2 separate regions of the Mus musculus genome follow, and region 2 is linked to region 1. Evidence: chromatin contacts called from public HiChIP or PLAC-seq data. All regions are on one chromosome and are shown on one strand. The core of a region is the stretch at or near the end of the contact, and the rest is flanking DNA. Distances in the headings are between cores, read along the strand shown.

Evidence for each region. HiChIP or PLAC-seq counts read pairs in DNA pulled down with a chosen protein or histone mark.
Region 2: a contact with region 1 is called in an H3K4me3 HiChIP or PLAC-seq map of embryonic stem cells, with 2.1 times the contacts expected there. The contact joins two enhancer-like sites. A contact is called at or near these places in 14 of 39 promoter capture datasets (the 3T3-L1 cell line, 3T3-L1-derived adipocytes, the C10 cell line and 8 more), 8 of 484 Hi-C or Micro-C datasets (the G1E-ER4 cell line, cerebellum, embryonic stem cells and 1 more), 4 of 115 datasets of contacts at active chromatin or transcription factors (bone marrow-derived dendritic cells and embryonic stem cells) and 1 of 9 other capture datasets (embryonic stem cells).

The regions. Positions count from the first base shown.
Region 1 is chr2:156,405,591-156,408,557 of GRCm38.p6, forward strand. No RefSeq gene overlaps it. Among named protein-coding and RNA genes, the nearest start is that of Gm14170, 5.7 kb to the left of the region's middle. Within about 2 kb of position 1,506, at least 60 of the 459 cell types and tissues checked have an H3K27ac peak or open chromatin away from gene starts, as enhancers often do. A contact at or near this core is called in embryonic stem cells, where this site is marked.
Region 2 is chr2:156,689,568-156,692,458 of GRCm38.p6, forward strand. All of the region lies in intron 2 of Dlgap4 (DLG associated protein 4), which reads left to right. Among named protein-coding and RNA genes, the nearest start is that of Gm34111, 17 kb to the right of the region's middle. Within about 2 kb of position 1,459, at least 11 of the 459 cell types and tissues checked have an H3K27ac peak or open chromatin away from gene starts, as enhancers often do. A contact at or near this core is called in embryonic stem cells, where this site is marked.

The DNA of each region.
Region 1 (2,967 bases), core at 256-2,755:
AGTGCCCATGCAGATAGAGCACTCATTTATACATTAAATAAATATTTTTAAAAAATATTTTCTAGTGTAATCTTTCTCTTTTATTCACCTTTCTTGGCACTGGTGACTAAACCCAGGTTCATGCATGCTGTGCTCTTAACCCCTGAACCCTCTTACTGTTTGTTTGTTTGTTTGTTTGTTTGACTAGATTTATTTATGTGTATGAGTGTGTTTTGTCTGCATGTATTAGGTGTGTGCACTACATATGTGCCTGATGTCTGTGGAATTCAGAAGAGGGCATCAGATGCCCTGGAACTGGGGTTGCAGACAAAAGGTTGTTAGGTTGGCTGCCGGGAACCTTCCCCACGAGCAGCAAATGCTCTTAATTGCTGAGCCAACCCCTACTTTTATGTTTTCATTTTTATGTCTGTGTGTTTCTGTGTGTGGTGTTTACATGTTATATATTCATGTATGTACATGACTACAGAGGCCAGAGGTCCACGTCAAGTGTCTTTCTCAAACACTCTCCACCTTATTTTTTTGAGACAGGCCCTCTCCCTGAACCTAAATGTAAGACACCCCCCCACCCCACCCCACCCCACCCCGCACCCCCACACCCCGCACCCCCGCACCCTGAATCCTCTTATTTCTTACACCTGTGTTGGGATTACAGGCATGCCCGACATGCCCAAACATCTTCATGGGCGCTGGGGACCTGAACAGGCCTCACGCCTGTGTAGCAAGCACCTCCCTGAGCATTTTCCCAGTCTTGAACACTTTTATTTTAAAGATGAAGAAGCCAAGCCTTAGTGAGAGTCCATTGCCTCAGAGAGGACATAGCTAGACCCAGGCTCTCCAGAGAAGCATGGGGGTCAGTCCAGGGCTCTTTCAGGGCACCCTACATTCTCTAAACTTCTGCCTTCTCCTCATTAATTGTTTTGCTTAGGACTCCTCAGCTGGCTCAGACCAGTTGTGGCTTAATTCCCAACCAAATTCCCAGTTTTAGACTAACTTCTTGCCCTTCCCTATGAGAATTCTCTAACTTGGGGTCACCTCTGACCAAGAGTGCCCCTGCTTTCTCGATGCTGCGTCTCGCCTGCGCAGCCTGCCTGGGATGCCTTCCTTCTTCTTGTCATTTATGAAGACTAAGGTTATGTTCCACTCTCTCTCTGAGAAGTATACCCTGATTTTTCCAACACACAAAACTTTTTCCCATCTCTGAACTAATGCAACACATTCATGGAGAAACCTTTGCATTTGGCAAGACCTGCAGGATGGTGCTTTGTGCAATGGCAAGTGCCAGAAAGGGCTGGCTCCTTATCTCTGACTCTGCAGTTCTGCAGGTATCAGGTCTTGTAGAGGACCATAGCCCGTAGCTGTCCCTATTGTCTCAGGATGCTCTGTGAGCATGCCCCCGAGCTGCCTGGAGGGTGGGGGTGGGGGTGTGGAGGGGAGCTAGTCTGCAGAAACTGCTCTGCCTGTCCCTTCCCTGATGTTTACTTGGCCCAGAGGCCTGACTTGATGAAACCCAGCCCCGTTGCTGAGCACCTTGGGAGGCCTCCTTCCAGGGTCCCTCTGTGCTCAGACAGTGGCCCTTTGTGGAGGAGAGGGAGTGGATTGAAAGAGGAGACTCTGGAAACCTTTCCCTCCCCTGCCTCCGGCAGCCTCCAGCAGCAGCTCTGGACTGTCCTGTGCCTGGGTGGCCTCTGCTTCAAGCTGGAGGCTGGTGAGGTGAGGCAGGGCCTCTAGGCTGCCAGCTAGGCCGGGAGAGTGAGGAGGGGGTCCCACAAGGATGGTCCATTGAACCAAAGCCTGCTTTAACACTCTGCAGGCTGCTTACTATAGATTCTCCAAAGAGGATTCTTTCCCGCCTCTACAGGCCAGGGGACACGTTCCTCATCAGCCCGGAACCAGGAGGCTCCCAGGCTAGCATAGAATGTTACGCTTTGTCCCTTTCATCCAAACCTTAGGGACTCCTATACCCAGTAAAAAGATGGGGAATCTTAACATGGAATGCCAAGCCTGCCGTAGTAGGAGTCAGAGAAAGCGGGCCACCAGTGTACTGCCAATGTGGTAGTGAAAGAAGAACCCCCAGCCAGGTGTGGTGGTGGCACACCCGCAATCCATAATCCTAGCACTTGGCAGGTGAGGGCAGAATTACTGTGAGGTTGAGGCTAGGCTGTGTCACAAGATGATATCCACAACCCCCCCCCCAAAAAAAAATGGGCTGGAAGTGGCTTAGAGAGTAGGACCACTGGCTGAGCAAGCTGAACTACTCAGGACCCGTGTGGAAAGACAGATGTGCTAGTTAGTGTACATCTCTAATCCCACTGTTCCGAGAGGGGAGGGGTGGGGCGGGAATCTGAGAGCTGGGCTGGAGTATTCACTGGAGGAGAGGGAACAAGAAAAACCCTGCTTCAAAACAAACCAAAAAGGGAGAACTACCTCCCTGAAGGGGTCCTCTGACACACACACACACACACACACACACACACACACACACACACACACACACACACACACACACACACACACACCACCACCACCACAACAACCCACGAACAATTAAACCAAGCAAAAAAGGAGCAGTCAGAGGCTTGGATTCCAGTCCCTGCTGAGCCACTTTCTGGATGATATCAGCCAGCGGCTTCCCTTTTCTCTGCCCCAGCTTCTCAATGCACAATCACAGAGGCGGGATAGATAGCTAGCAAGGAGTTTTGCAATCCTGATTCCCCCACCCCACCCCAATTCTTTGATCACTGAGAAGAAAGGGAGGAGTGAGTGGGCTGGAAGCAGGTGACTGGCATGCTCACTGTGGATGCTCCGGGGATTCGCCAGCAGTCGCTAGGCAGCCTCTGCTCCCTCCGTTGCTGGGATCTCCTCCCTCTCCAGTGCCCCCCCTCGCCTTCCCAACCCACTCCGAGGGCTTCTTGTAATGAGGTCTAGGAGCTGTGGGATTTGGATTTGTCTTATTCTACTTTTGCTCCC
Region 2 (2,891 bases), core at 209-2,708, 280 kb after region 1:
CCAGCACCTCCCTAACAGGTGGGGCCACATGTCCCCATAGAGGAGGGGTAGTCCAGTTTGCACCCCTTAGGCTAGTGGGTCCTCAGGCAGTCTCTTTGCCTCCCAGATATCACTATAGCTCCCATCCTGGTCCCCCCACCCCCATGACCTGGGCTGAACAGGGAAGTCCATGCTCCTTTGTGCCACACTGAGCATGGCACTGGTGTTGAGGACACAGCCTTGTACAGAACAATCCAAACGTACTTTCAGGGCTCATAGCCCAGAAGGTATGGGAATAGGAATGGACACAAAGACCACATCAGACATAGGTGAGCTGTGCTATGTGGGGAAGAGAAGGGAACTTCCATGCAGGTACAGGGTCAATGGCCTCTGTACCCCCAAAGTGGTGGTGCTTGTACCAGCCTATGAATTGGGCAAAGTATCCTAAGAACCTGGCTCTGCACATGCAAAGGTCCTGAGGTAGCAAAGTGCTTATGAGCTCAAAGAACAAGGAAGCTCAGCATGACTGGAGTCAAGGCCACAGTGAGGGTTTCTGCTACACCAAAGTCCTACAGACTGAGAAACTATGCCCAGCTGCAAAATGAACGCGAAGGCAAGCCCCATCACCTCTGTGGGCTCAGTTTCCCCTTCTGTAAAATGGAACCTATGCAGATCTGTCACATGGGCCAATGTGTCCGGTGACTGGAGGGCCTATGTAACAGGGATGGATCATCACACAGTAACTCATTTACATCCTGCTGACTGAGTGCCCTGTCCTGCAGAAGCTCGGAGTAGCCTGAGGAGGGAGCACAGGACGGTGAAGGATTAGGAAGATAGCTCTGCTCAGGGTTGTACAGCTCCAAGAAGGAGCCAGAGGTGTTCCTGGGCGATTGTTTTCTTCTTCTGTGCTGGGTATAGAAGCCAGGGCTAGGCAAGCGCTCTACCACCAAGATCTCTCCCCAGCCTTTGAAACAGGGTCTTACTGTGAAACAGACGTTGGCCACGACTCTGAGGGCCTCCTGCCTTCGCTTTGGGAGACTTGGGATAGCGACGCTTTGTTTTACTTTTGTTTGCTTTTGTTGTTGTAGTTTTTCGAGACAGGCTTTCTCTGTGTAACAAGCCCTGGCTGTCCTGGAACTAGCTTTGTAGACCAGAGGAACTCACAGAGATCTGCCTGTCTCTGCTTCCTGAATGCTGGGGTGAAAGGTGTACACCACCTTGCTGGGCCACACACTTCCAGTGCTGGGAGGGCTTTGTGCATGGCAAGCCCTTTACAGACTCCAGTCTAAGTCATTTCTAACAAGTAGAAGTGTGTTGGCTCACTGTTCTGAGGAGATAAGAAGTTCAGGGTCAAAGGGCAACCCCTGGTAAGGACCTAAACTAGTGGATCGAGTTTGAGGGCTAATGTGAAGGGAGGAGGAGGGAGCAAGGGCAAGCAAGGGCAAGCAAGTGAGTTCACACAAAGGTGGTCCAGCCTTAGGACCTACTCTCAATAGCATCACAATGGCCATTACATTCCAGTGGATATTGGAGGACAGACACACTCAGACCACAGCAGGATGCAATTCTGCTGTAGCTGGCCCAGGACGGAGGGAACCCATGTTCTCTGTGACCCCAGAGGGCCAAGCTGGGGCTCCAGAGAGCTTGAGTTGCAAGGAGGGGGGGCAACTGCTAGGGAAGTACTGAGCCCGCCCACCCATCAACACTTTTTCCGAAATAGGCAGTGATTATCTATTGCTTTGTCCCCCCTCCCCCAATTCAGTAAATGTTTGTTACCTCGTGGTTTCTGTGGTCCTGGACTTTCAGAGCAGTTCAGCTAGACATTTGTGGCTCAGTGCCTGTTATGCTGTGGTCATCAGATTGGGAGATGTGTGAGTGTGTGTGTGTGTGTGTGTGTGTGTGTGTGTGTGTGTGTTGGTCCTCAATGCCCATATAAAAGGCCTATCATCACACCTATCATCACAGCACCGGGGAGACAGAGACCAAATAGATCCCTGGGGCTTGCTGCTGAGCCAGCTTAGTGTGCTTGGTGAGGTCCAAGTCCATGGGAAACACTGTCTCAAAAAAAAAAAAGAAAGAAAGAAAGAAAGAAAAACCAAGTGAGCGGTACCTAAGGTACGTACATGAGCTTGACTGCTGGCCTCCACACATATATAGCTGAATAGCATTTGCATACATGTACACAGACAGACAGACACACATACACATTGGATGTTACTGACCCTCAGAGACCTGGCTGGCTGGCATGCGCTCTCCTCTAGGGAGCCCTTTCATCGCCCCAGTAACTACTAATCTCTCCCCACCCTGGGCTGCGCCCCAGCTTTGACACTCCCTGGGATGTGTGTTTATGTGTTTTCTAATTGCTGTGTGTATTTCTGCCTCTCGGACTTGACCACAGGCTTGAGCGACTGTGTGAGTCAGAGCAGGCCCCATAAAGGCTGGAGGAATTGAATTAAATGTGCTGGCGGTGGCTGCGTTCTGACCATTCTGTTGTGCTGTTTGCCAGCCTGACCTTCCAGGATGCGCCCTCAGCAGAGGGCAGAGTGAAACGAGCCTCCAGGGTCTGCCTACTCTTAGCCAGAGCTCTCAGCCAAAGGGCAGGTCAGCAGGCCCCCTGTGCCACCTTCTCCAAACCCCTCAGGCCAACCTGGTGACGTCTTGCCTGCTGAACAGGCAGTTAGAGATAGTGTCCCCTGAGCGTGGCACCAACCAGAGGCTTTGGGAAATGGTGGCAAATTAGAAACCTGAGGGGCAGCATGAAGAGTGGGCTGGGGAGTGCCTGGGTTCAAATCTTAGCCCTGCCTTGTGCGGCCTTGTAAATATCTTTTTTTTTTTTTTGTGCCTGATTCTCACTCTGGAGACAGACCTCAAAGGGCTGTGTGGGAATCCAGCTGTGCATGGTAAAGGCTGTG